Regions from separate parts of the Sus scrofa genome. Here region 1 is linked to region 2. The links are chromatin contacts, called in public Hi-C maps. All regions are on one chromosome and are shown on one strand. Each heading gives the region's core, a stretch centred on a gene start, on an enhancer-like site or on the middle of the called end of the contact. The rest is flanking DNA. Distances are from core to core; before and after follow the strand shown. Region 1 overlaps C14H12orf49 (UPF0454 protein C12orf49 homolog). Region 2 overlaps C14H12orf49 (UPF0454 protein C12orf49 homolog).

What was found. Hi-C and Micro-C count contacts between places; a contact is called where the count stands out from the background.
Region 1: a contact with region 2 is called in a Hi-C map of skeletal muscle, with 3 times the contacts expected there. The contact joins two enhancer-like sites. A contact is called at or near these places in 17 of 47 Hi-C or Micro-C datasets (alveolar macrophages, brain, embryonic fibroblasts and 9 more) and 1 of 2 datasets of contacts at active chromatin or transcription factors (skeletal muscle).

The regions. Positions count from the first base shown.
Region 1 is chr14:35,804,468-35,810,052 of Sscrofa11.1, reverse strand. All of the region lies in intron 4 of C14H12orf49 (UPF0454 protein C12orf49 homolog), which reads right to left. Among named protein-coding and RNA genes, the nearest start is that of C14H12orf49, 100 kb to the right of the region's middle. Within about 2 kb of position 2,107, at least 16 of the 83 cell types and tissues checked have an H3K27ac peak or open chromatin away from gene starts, as enhancers often do. A contact at or near this core is called in omental adipose tissue, retroperitoneal adipose tissue and skeletal muscle, where this site is marked.
Region 2 is chr14:35,750,838-35,756,593 of Sscrofa11.1, reverse strand. All of the region lies in intron 4 of C14H12orf49 (UPF0454 protein C12orf49 homolog), which reads right to left. Among named protein-coding and RNA genes, the nearest start is that of C14H12orf49, 48 kb to the right of the region's middle. Within about 2 kb of position 1,338, at least 16 of the 83 cell types and tissues checked have an H3K27ac peak or open chromatin away from gene starts, as enhancers often do. A contact at or near this core is called in omental adipose tissue, retroperitoneal adipose tissue and skeletal muscle, where this site is marked.

The DNA.
Region 1 (5,585 bases), core at 858-3,357, 53 kb before region 2:
AAACAAAAATCGGGGCTGGGGGGGGTTGATTTGTTTTCTGGAAGGGCTCAGCTTAAATAGGCATTTCCCCCAGTGCCGTTAACATATGATTCCATTCACACTCGGTGATTCAGCGACGCGGCCAGGACTTCATCTGTGACACTCTGGGCCAATACGGCAAAACGCCACCTTTTTACAGAGCAGCGGTGACACCCATCTGCTCAAATAAATTAACGTTTCCATCTCAAATAACTCATTTGGCTGGATCATCAAGGTTACACGCCAACTCAAAGAGGGAGGGGAGGAGGCAAAGCAGGGGATGGGTGGAGGGCGGAGAGGCATTTTGCAATGTATAAAATTGCAACACTGCTGCATTTTTATAGCCAGAGGGGGGATGAACACAGTTATAGTGTACGTCACATGCGCCCCGTTACCATCTCCTTCCATAATTCCTACTGGTGCCTTGGGGTAGGTCACAGCCAGAGCTGCAGCAGCTAATGGGTGCAGCGAGCTGGGGCCAGTGCTCCTGTGCAAGATGCTATGTGGAGTGTGTGTGAGCGTATGAGTGTACGCATGTGCATGTGTGTGTTGGGAAGGGGTCAGTATCCAGAAGTGAGGAATGTTCTGGACAATAAGATCCAGAAGTTCAGTGAAGGGCACAGGGTATACAGTGGAAAGGGCAGGTGTTTCTTTCTTTCTTTCTTTCTTTCTTTTTTTTTTATTTTTTACTTTGAAATAATTTTAGAGCTGAAGATCCGAAAATAGAGATTTCCCATATACACTTCACCTAGCTTTCTCTAATGTTAACCTCTTACACAACTGCTGCACAAGGATCCACACCAGGAAACTAACATTGGTACCTTACCTTTAACTAACTTACAGCTCCTACTCCCATTTCACTAGTCTTTCCAATCCGGTCCTTTTTCTGGCAAATGGGTACTCTCAAGTCAGAGAGATCTGAGTATGACTCCCAGCTCTGTCAATGTGAAATTGCCCAAGCCCTGCCATCTCTCAGAGCCCTGGTTTCTTTGCTGTAAAATGGGAAGTAACCATCTCTGCCTAATAGAATCCTAGTGATGATTGCACACAAAACTGTGTCCAGAGTTTGGCACACAAGTAGGAACTGATGTTCGTTTTCTTTTCCCACCCTCTTTCAAAGGAGCACACTCCATCCTCAAGGACAGACATTTGTGTAAATTCCTGTTGGATCAGCTTGACTTAATCTCAGCTGCTGGAGCAAGTGGCTCCGTTTGGGGGAGAAGACAAGACAGGAGGTGAGGAGATTAATTAGGAAGTCGTTGCAACAATGCTTGTAAGCTAATTCTGCACAGTGGCAGCAGAGAGGTAAGGAGAGGAAGGGTTTAATAAACATTTCCAATGCAGAATAAAGAGAAGCTGATGACGGCTGGATGTGCAGAGGGGAAATGGGAGGAGCCAGCGATTAGCAGATTATACTTTTGAATGACTGCTAATCCCTTTCACTGAGATGAGCAAGAGGGAATCAGTTCAAGGGAAGAGAGAGGCCAAAAACAGTAATAACCTTAACCAGCACTTGTTGAGTGCCTGCTGTATGCCTGCCAGGCACTGTGCTTAGTGCTTTCCGAGAATGAGCCACTGAATTATCTTAATAACCCAAGAAAATTGTGACACAGAGAAATAAAGTCATTTGCCCACATGGTTTTGGGGGAAGTATTAAAACAAAGTACCTGCAGGCAGGACTGGCTACATAACTTGCAGGGCTCTTCACAAAATATAAATGAGAACACCTTGTTCAAAATGTATTAAGAATTTCAGGATGGTGAGAGCCAAACATTAAACCAAGCACAGGGTCCTTCTTTGAGCGGGGCCTGATGTGAATGTGGCCTGGTGCGACCACACAGGTCTCAGGCCCTACTCCAGGGAAGCCATATGAAGCAGGCTTGAAGAAAGTCTTTGAGACAGAAGAAAGCTCAGGAAGAGCATTGGGGACACACCTTCTAATGTTAGCCTCTTACACAACTGCAGCACAAGGATCAGCCAGGAAGACAAACTCACAAGGAACAGCTGGGAAGAAGGAGTGGGAACAAGAAGACACAGTCAGAGCCACTGAGGATGAAGTTGTCCCTCTCTTTGCCAACTGGGACATGGCTGTGGCCTCGAAAGCCCAGTTTCTCTAGAACAGAGGAGGCAGAGGTCGGAGCACATCACGCAATGGGCTGAATGGAAGTGCGAGAGCCGCAGGGCAACCCTGGCATTTTTATCTCAAGAAGTTCTCCCCTTGCCAAGATCAGAGGGCAAGTTAGTAGCATCACAAAAGTGATTAAACAACAACAACAACCCTGACACTGCTGAAAGACCGCTTCTCAATTGGATCCCCTGGGCATTAAAAAATGCCTTCCTCCTTCTGCTCTTTCTCCTCCCACTTAGCCTCCCAAATGTTTGGCCGACTCCATCCTTAAACTGCGGCCGGGGACTGGAGCTGAAACGCCTTTGAGGATTCTTGCACAGCAACCACGAAAATCTCTTCCTGGGGACTCAAGTGCTGCCAAGGCTTCAGCGTGGCCAGCAGGGCTCAGAGCCGGAAACGAGCTACTTTCCTTTGTTTGGACAATTGCAACCAGAGGGACAGTTATCATGGGCTTTTATTTATAGATATTGGCTGGGCTGTTGGTCTCATTCCCAATAAAGATACTAAAAGGAAAAGAGGCAGTTCACAGCTCTAGACCCAGCCTCACAAAATTAAACTTGCCTTCCATTTCACAGCCTTCTCTTTTCAGTGTCATCTGCCTGAATGTTTTTACTCTTCTTTTCTTTCCCAAGTCTTAAAGTCCCCAAACTACTGGAAAGCCTCCCCCCTCCAAACTACTGACCTTCCACTCACATAGGCAGATTACCAGTGATATTAACACTGAACATCTAGACTTTCCAAGACTGGTTAATCCCTGAATTTAATAATAATCAGCATTTTCAGGAATTTGTGTTTTCTAAAGTCACAGGAGTGGTCCATACCACTCAAAAGTTTAATTTTTTAAAAAACCAGAGTTCATTTTCCAAGCAGTTTTAGGTTCACAGCAAAACTGTGAGGAAAGTATAGAGAGTTCCCACATACCCCCCACCCCAACATACGCAGCTCCCCCATTATCAAGATTCCCCATCAAAGTGGGACATTTGTTATAATTAAACCTACACTGACATACCACCAATACCCAAGTCTACAATTGACATTAGGGTTCGCTCTTGGTGTTGTAGACTCCACGGGTTTGGACAAATGTCTAACGACATGTGTGTAGCATTACAGTATCACAGAATAGTTTCACGGCCCTAAAAGTCCTCTGTGCTCCTCCTAGTCAGCCCTCCCTCAACCCAACTGCTGGCAACCACTCACCTTTTTACTCTCTCCATAGTTTTGCCTTTTCCAGAATGTCATATAGTTAGAATCTCACAGCATGGAGCCTTTTCAGAGAAAAGTTTAATTTTAACTTTTAAAAGCCATGGTTAATGTGGTAAACCCCAACTGCACAGAAGTCAATGCCATCTACAGTATGAACTAGTCTGTGTGAACCAACTAAGCTATGCTGCAGTAACAAATCAGCCCTGAAATCCCAGTCCCTTCCCTCCTGAGTCTGTTTCTCAATCACACAGAGTCTGACAATGGGGACTCCCTTAACCTCAGGAATGGCTTCGAGTGTCCCTGCAGCAAAGGGGACAGTGAGTCAAAAACTCCCACTTGCTTCTAAACACCTCCGGCCAGAAGGTACATGCAAGCTCACTCGATGGGCACACTAGGCACTCAGCCCCTATCGAACCACAAGGGGACAAGGCAAGGGACGTGAACACAGGGGCTCTGCAGCAGCGAGCATGACTGTCTCTGCCACTAACTGAAAGTTATCTTCTGTGCCACGATCCCACTCTGCAGAGGAAACTACCTCTTGTTAACAGCTGGGTCGGCACCCTTCCAGACTGTCCTCTAATGTAGGCATATTAGGGTGCGACACATAACCTACTCTGCTACATATTCACATGTAATATGTAAAACTGCTTCTTTTACATAAATGAAACTGTGCTTTGCCTGCACTCTTATAATATACTGCTTTCCACTTGACAGTGTATCTTGGACATCCATTCCAGTAGAGATCAGTTTAAATGTGATTTAACAATGAAATGGTGACATTAAACTGTCCTCCTTGGTGCTCTCTGCTCTGACTGTGAGCTCCTGGGCCACAGGGACAGCATCTCATCATTGGTGACATTAATTGGGTCTTTCCTGTTTATCAGGCTAAGTGACTTACCCCACTCCCAACAACACCATAAGGTCAGTGCCATCATCATCTCTCTCCAGTATTCAGAAAATGTACCTGTAGCTCAGAGGGGTGGAGAACTATTCTGTCCAAGGTCACACAGCAGCTGAGTGGCAGGAGGCAAACTACTGGCCTCCAGAACTTGAGTTTTCTCAATCTCCTTGCTTGCGGTGCATTTTCAAAGCCTCAGCACCTACCCTGGTCTTAGGACATGATAGATGCTAAGTAGTATTTATTGAATAAATGTCTAAGAGATGCCCAAAGACTGAGTGGAATCCCCCTAAACTATATGGAAATACCCATAGGCACCTATAGTGCTTATTGCCAATACCAGTCTCTGGACTCAATATAATGTGTACCTGTATTTGTATTCTGATGATACTTAAATTCCTAGGGACCTAAACCATGTGTTTCCTACCAAATATCTCCAACTCCCATCAAAACAAAAAACTAGGCAGAGTTTTAAATGCAGAGTATATACACAACATTGAGTTCTCTAATTCAGGGCTTCCCACATCTTGTCTGGGTGATGCCACCAGCCTCTCTGGCATCCACTGGTCCTCCTGCTCCCCTCTGCTCTCCACAGACAGAGAAACCCTCTGGAAGGATAAGTGAGAGCACCTCACTGTCCTGCTTGGAACCCCCAGACTCCCTTGCACTTACACTGAAATCCCCTTTCCCCCAGGCGGTGTGCCCTGTGGGCGCCTCCCCTCTGCCCACAGGCATCCTTCACTTCCCTGGGTCTCTGCTCAGGTACCCCTCCTCTAGAGGCCTTCCCTGAACTTTTCCTTGAAAGCACACCTTTTTTTTTCTCTCTGAGCCAGGGGTCCTCAGCCTCAGCACTAGCAACATTTGGGGCCAGACCATTCTTTGTGGTAAGGGCTGTCCTATGTGTCATAGGACATTGCACAGCATTCCCGGCCCCTCCCACCAGATGACACTGACACACACCCCCTCAAATGTGACATCCAACAATGTCTCCAGACACGGCCCACTGTCCCTGGGGGTAAAATCACCCCCACTGAGAACTCCTGCTCTAAGTGATTAGTATGTACACAGCAAGCTCTCCAAAAAGGTGGAAGGATGACCCTATTCAAAAAGGCTAGTGTAGCCCTTCTAAAGAGGCATTTCTCCGTGTCCTTCTGGAAATGCTCAGACCACTAACCATGGCCAGCTCTAGAAGGAACCTAGGCCTAGTCTTCTGTTGAACAGAATTAGATCCTTTAAGCAAAGGTCTGCTGTGAAACAGACATTCTGGGATGTAAGGGGGGAAATGCTCAGGTTTTCCCTTTGCTTCCTAACTAGCCACAGAAGGGGAAATGAAGGTAG
Region 2 (5,756 bases), core at 89-2,588:
GTGAGGCCAGGGATCATACCCAAACCCTCATGAGCCAGAACAGGAACTCCCCAGATCAGTTCTCACTCTGTTGATTAGATTTAATAGAGAGAATTTGGGGGTAGGGAGAATTATGGTTTTCTAGTCAACTTGTCCTTCTGCATTCTTCAGAAGCTGTTCAAACCCCCTGCTTGAAACTTATAGATGATTTCCCACTGCCCTGGGGTTAAAGCCACAATAACATTCATGGCGCACATGGTCCTGCCTTCTCTTTAGCGTCACTTTATCCCTGTGTCCCCTTGTTCTCTGCATTACACATCACTGACACTCTCCAAGTGTTAGTTTGTGCCACAGGACCTTTGCATATGCTGTCTCCATTGCCTAGACCCCACTTCACAGCTAGTTCACTGAACTGACTCCTGTTTATTCCTCAGATCTCAATTCAGTTGTCTCTTCCTCAGGGCAGCTCTTCCCAGGCCAATCTCTCTATCAGACCCAGAATACTTGAGGGGCCTGTGAGAAAAATGTTTAATTTCTTTTAAGATCAGAAGAACGAAATGATTATAGTCATGACTGCATATTGATAAAGCTAGCCTGGGTTTAAACTAACTCCATTAGAAAATGTAATTTCTTTTAAATTGTTTTTGTTTTTTTTAAGGCTGCACCCATGGCATATGGAAGTTCCCAGGCTAGGGGTTAAATTGGAGCTGCAGCTGCTGGCCTACACCACAGCCACAGCAATGCCAGATCCGAGTCATGTCTGCAAGCTACACCACAGCTCACGGCAACGTCGGATCCTTAACCCACTGAGTGAGGCCAGGGATCGAACCCCCATCCTCATGGATACTAGTTGGATTCTTAACCTGCTGAGCCCAACAGGAACTCCCATAAAATGTGAAAATTTTTTTAATGAGAAAGGGGCCCAGTGAGGCATGAATAATGTGTAGCCCTGGCCTTTTCTGACTTCTCAACCTCCCAGCACCACTAGGTCAGCACTCCCCTTTAAATCCTTCCATGGTACCCTGAACTCTTCCATCAGAGCACTTTCCACAGCTGTTGTTTTACATTTGTCCCTAAACTGCACGCTTGATCAGGGCAGGGACCATATCAGACATGCTCTGTATAGCATTGTGTCCAATCCACCTGCCTACTTTTTAAGCAAGAACACTCACTCCATCTGCTTATAACTGCCTGTCTCACTGGCAGGTCCAAGGGGAGGGGACAGGACGGAAACCAAGAGGAAAGGCTCACAATGGACCTGAGAGAATGGACCATGCCAAACTTCTCCCCTTGGGGAGCAGGGGGGAGGGGACAGCGGAGATGGAGCGTAAACAAACATTTCCTTGTCTGGTAGGTCATTTTGAAATTATGTGCAGGTCAAGCACTTTAGACTCCCGGAAGTCAGAAAATATCTGCTTCCAGAGGCCATTAATGCTCAAGGGCCCCCTGGAGTGAAGGGGGACTTTCATTAGTGGGTCCTGTCCTATACGGGCAGGAAGCGTGCTAAGTGACAGTCCGGAGTGAAACAACGGAGCAAGCAAAAAGCAAGGGGGAGGGGCGCTGATCTCAGAGTTCAGAGAAGAGGGAGGGAAAAAAACAAATATATCCTGAATTCGAGGAACTGGCCAAGTGCGGCTGGAAGCCCTGGGCAAGGTGCTTCGGGGAGAGGGCTGAGAACTCTGACTTTCTTCTTTCAGGGAGGGACTTGGCAAGGGCTGGAAAGTGTCCTTGTTCCTCATTCATCGGGACAGTCTACACTGCCACTGGCACTCTGGCTGACAGAAATGTGTGCAGCTGGTTGGAGGACAGCAGGAGAGCGTTAAGAGAAAGCAGATGAGGCTGCCAGATGTGGGACTTGGTTCTTGACACCTGGCTGCCCTCATTTGTTTCCATTCAGCAAAGATGGCAGGGGCTGTTCAGTCCACTTTCATCGTTGGGGTTGTATCGATGGGTTTGGAGAGGGAAGAGGATAAAGGGGAAGCTTGACTGGCAGCCAAAAGGAAAACTTAACAACACATACACACAACCTCCAATTGGTAGCAAACAGGATGGACGGGTGGCTGCAAGCCAAGACCCTCTGGGGTCACACCGAACTCAGGCTTGGTGGCACAACAGCCGGGCTGCTTCTCTTTGCCGGAATGAGGCAGATTATGGTAAGAGGCATTGTCATTCTTAAAATTCCCCTGTCCTCACAGATCTAAAATTAACAAGACTATTTATAGTGCTGGATATGGATCTGGAACAGAAATATGGATTTATATTATATGAGTAAATAATATAATAAAGAGCCGGTGATCCAATGTATGAACTGCAGTTATCTCTGCCTATGGCAACCGATTGCCAATGCATTTAATAGGTTGTAATTATCAGTAATTATGTCTGTGTCCTCTGTATTCAAGGATGACTGATATTGTCCCTATATGTGGCAAAGAGCACCAAAGAATGAACCATGTAATCATTTACTTTAAAGAGCTTTTTGAGATATCATTCGCATACCATACAATTCAATGGTTTTTGGTATATTCACAGGGTTGTGCAACCATCACCACAATCTAACTTTAGAACACTTCTGTCTCCTCTAAAAGAAACCCTATACCAATAGCAGTTAGTCCTGGGTTCCCCTTTCCTCCATTCCCTGGAAACCACTAATCTCCTTTCTGTCTCTATAGCCTTGCTTATTCTATATATTTCATATAAATAGAATCACACAATGTGGTCTTTGAGTACTGGCTACTTTCACTTAGCATGTTTTCAAGGTTCATCTATGCTGGAGCATCTATCTGTGCCACATCATTCATTTTCTTTGCCAAATACTATTCCATTGTATGGATATGTCACATTTTTGTTTATTGATTCATCAGCTGATGGACATTTCAGCTGTCTCCACCTTTGGGCTACTGTGAATCACACTGCTAGGAATGCTGGCACACTCAACCAAGTAACATCGAAAACTGTGATTATCCCACAACTTCATACCCTGCATATCTTTCTTCTGACCTAACAGTGTATGAAAACATACTAAGTTTTCCATTCTATCTTTTCCTAAAAGGGAGTTTTGTGTGAAGGGATCATGGCAGCCTATGAGTTGGAATAGGGGAATTTTGAAGAGATAAGACCTGAATGATTTGGAAAAATAAAATTGCTGAGCTAGGCAATGCTTCTTATGTGACAACTTTGTACTGTGTGTTCATTTGCACATCTGTACACTCACAAGACAGGCCACATGAAGAAGGTGCAAACCTGGGGCCCAGAGGCCAAGTTCATCCCCCTGGACCCGGCATACTGTGTTGGGCCAGCGTATTACCTTAAAATTCCTGAATCCAACATTTTAAAAATTACTTTAAAAAATCTTGATTTCTGCTTTCTCTTGAGAATGTAAGAGCTCTGGCCTCACAAATACTCAAGGCCAGCATCTTCCAGTTGCCAAGACCCCATAGCTCCCTTTGGTCTCCAAGGCTCTGAGGCCAGGCTCCACTGTCATAGATCATTTACATGCACTTTTGTTATTCTGATGATAGAGAATCATTTCTCTAGAGCCAGGCCTCCACTGAACATGAGAAAATCTAGCTGAGCAAATGGAAAAAGCATATTTCTTCATGGAGAAAAAGACTTCTTTTTTTATTTAATACACACAAATCACATATGTATGGTTGATATAGATAGGACACGCTTTTCCTGTCTGATGCGTATCTGTCCTCTAAAGGGGTTAGAGTCTTCGCTCTAGGCCTGCAGCCTTCTCAAATGTGTTGGTGGCATCTCTCCTGTCTGAGTATATCTCCTATGTTCTGTAAAGACCATTCCTCTAATTTCATTTTGTACCCACTGTCCTGAGTTCCCTGAAGCACCTCATCAAGATTATTGCTCAAAGATGCCTCAATATAGAACAGGCTGCCAATTCCAAAGAAATCTTTGAAGATGATAATGTGTCTTTATTAAGCACTTGCTGTATGCGTAGGTCTGTTCTAAGCTCCTTAGTTCCTCAGGTACTCCGGTTTTCACCTACCCCATGACAAACAAGCTAAGTGAGTTGTCCAAAGTCACCCAGTAAATGGTGAAGCTGGGATGTGAAGTTAGGCAGTCATATTCTGGAACCCACTCTCTCCACTACTAGTCTAGGTGACTATTCTAGATTGATTGATTTTCCTTGAGTGTGAGGTCTCTTTTTTAACCAAGTGAGAGAAACCAAGGCATGGAAGTGGCCCAAGTCTTACCCAGGATCAAATAAAGCCAGAGTACCCAGGACTTTCTTCCATATGAACCAGAAGCGAGTCTCCTGGTTTGTCTCTTACAGGTTTTTAATTTTGATTCATTCAGACCTTCCCATTCCAAGCCCATCTTTCCTTTCTCAATGTCAGAGGTTTTGGGGATAGTGATAGGTAACATTTTGAGTGGTACAAGAACGCATTTAGAAAAAAGTGTTTACATGAGGTTGCAGGTTCAATTCCTGGCCTCACTCAGTGGGTTAAGGATCTGGCGTTGCCATGAGCTGTGGTGTAGGTCGAAGATGCAGCCCAGATCCCCTATTGCTGTGGCTGTGGTGTAGGCCAGCAGCTATAGCTCCCATTGGACCCCTAACCCGGGAACCTCCATATGCCTTGGGTACAGCCCTAAAAAGCAAAAAAAAAAAAAAGGTGTTTAGAAACTAATGCCCTGTCTTGGAGTTCCCATTGTGGCATAGCAGAAAAGACTCCAACTAGGAACCATGAGGTTGAGGGTTCGGTCCCTGGCCTTGCTCAGTGGGTTAAGGATCATGGCATTGCCGTGAGCTGTGGTGTAGGTCACAGACACGGCTCGGATCTGGCTATAGCTCCGATTAAACCCCTAGCCTGGGAACCTCCATATGCTGCTAGTGCAGCCCTTAAAAAAAGGACAAAAAAAAAAAAAAAGAGAGAGAGAGAACTAATACCTTTTCTCATTACAAGTTAAAAAAGAAAAAGGCTGTGTCCCACAAGCAGATGAGTTGTAGTTTTTACTTCAGTTGATTACAGGCTGGACACAGCTGAGACATGTGAATAGCAGCAAAGAGGCAGCCAAGAGTTTCAACTCCCCTTCCACAGAGCTCATTGGGGTTCTTCACGAGCAACCACACCTGCTTCTCCTTTTATTCTAGGATCTTCTTGAAATAGGCCCTGAGGGTTTGGTATAGTGGTCATCTACCCTCTCTTCCCAGATGGGGACAGGGTGCCTCAGAGAGGTGGAGGGATGTGCTCAAGGCCCCAAAGTCACAGGCACTTAATTGGCAGCAGTGCAGGGGTCAGAATTAGTTGATTCCATACAATGTGACAATTATGGCTAGTGCCGGGACCTGTAAGTGGCACTGGGACTAAACAGAGATACATAAGATGTGCCTCTCTTCCTGTGACAAGAAGGTCCCTGTGTTTGGCTCAGATATACACCCCAGAGAAGCCCTGGTCCCTTCAGGTGCCCAGAAGGGCTGCCAGTCTTGGTCCAGCAGCCCCTAGGGGCCAAAGTGCCAGCCTGCTGTGGTCCTGGATCTCCTGTGGAAACTCTCCCATCAGTTCCAGCTTCCTGCTGGTGGTTGCCCCCATGCTGGTGAAGCCCAGGCACCAAGGAGTCCAAAAAAAGTTCCTCTCAAAGCTGAAAATTAAGCTGGACCCTATATTGCTCCTTACATCAAAATAAATCCCAAACAAATCAGCATTCAATTTAAAAATTAAAAACACAAAAAGGCTAAGGAGAAAAAAATGGTCATTAAAAATATATGTAATTGTGGAGAGGAAAAGGCAAACACAAAACCCAAAAGCCATAAAGAAAAG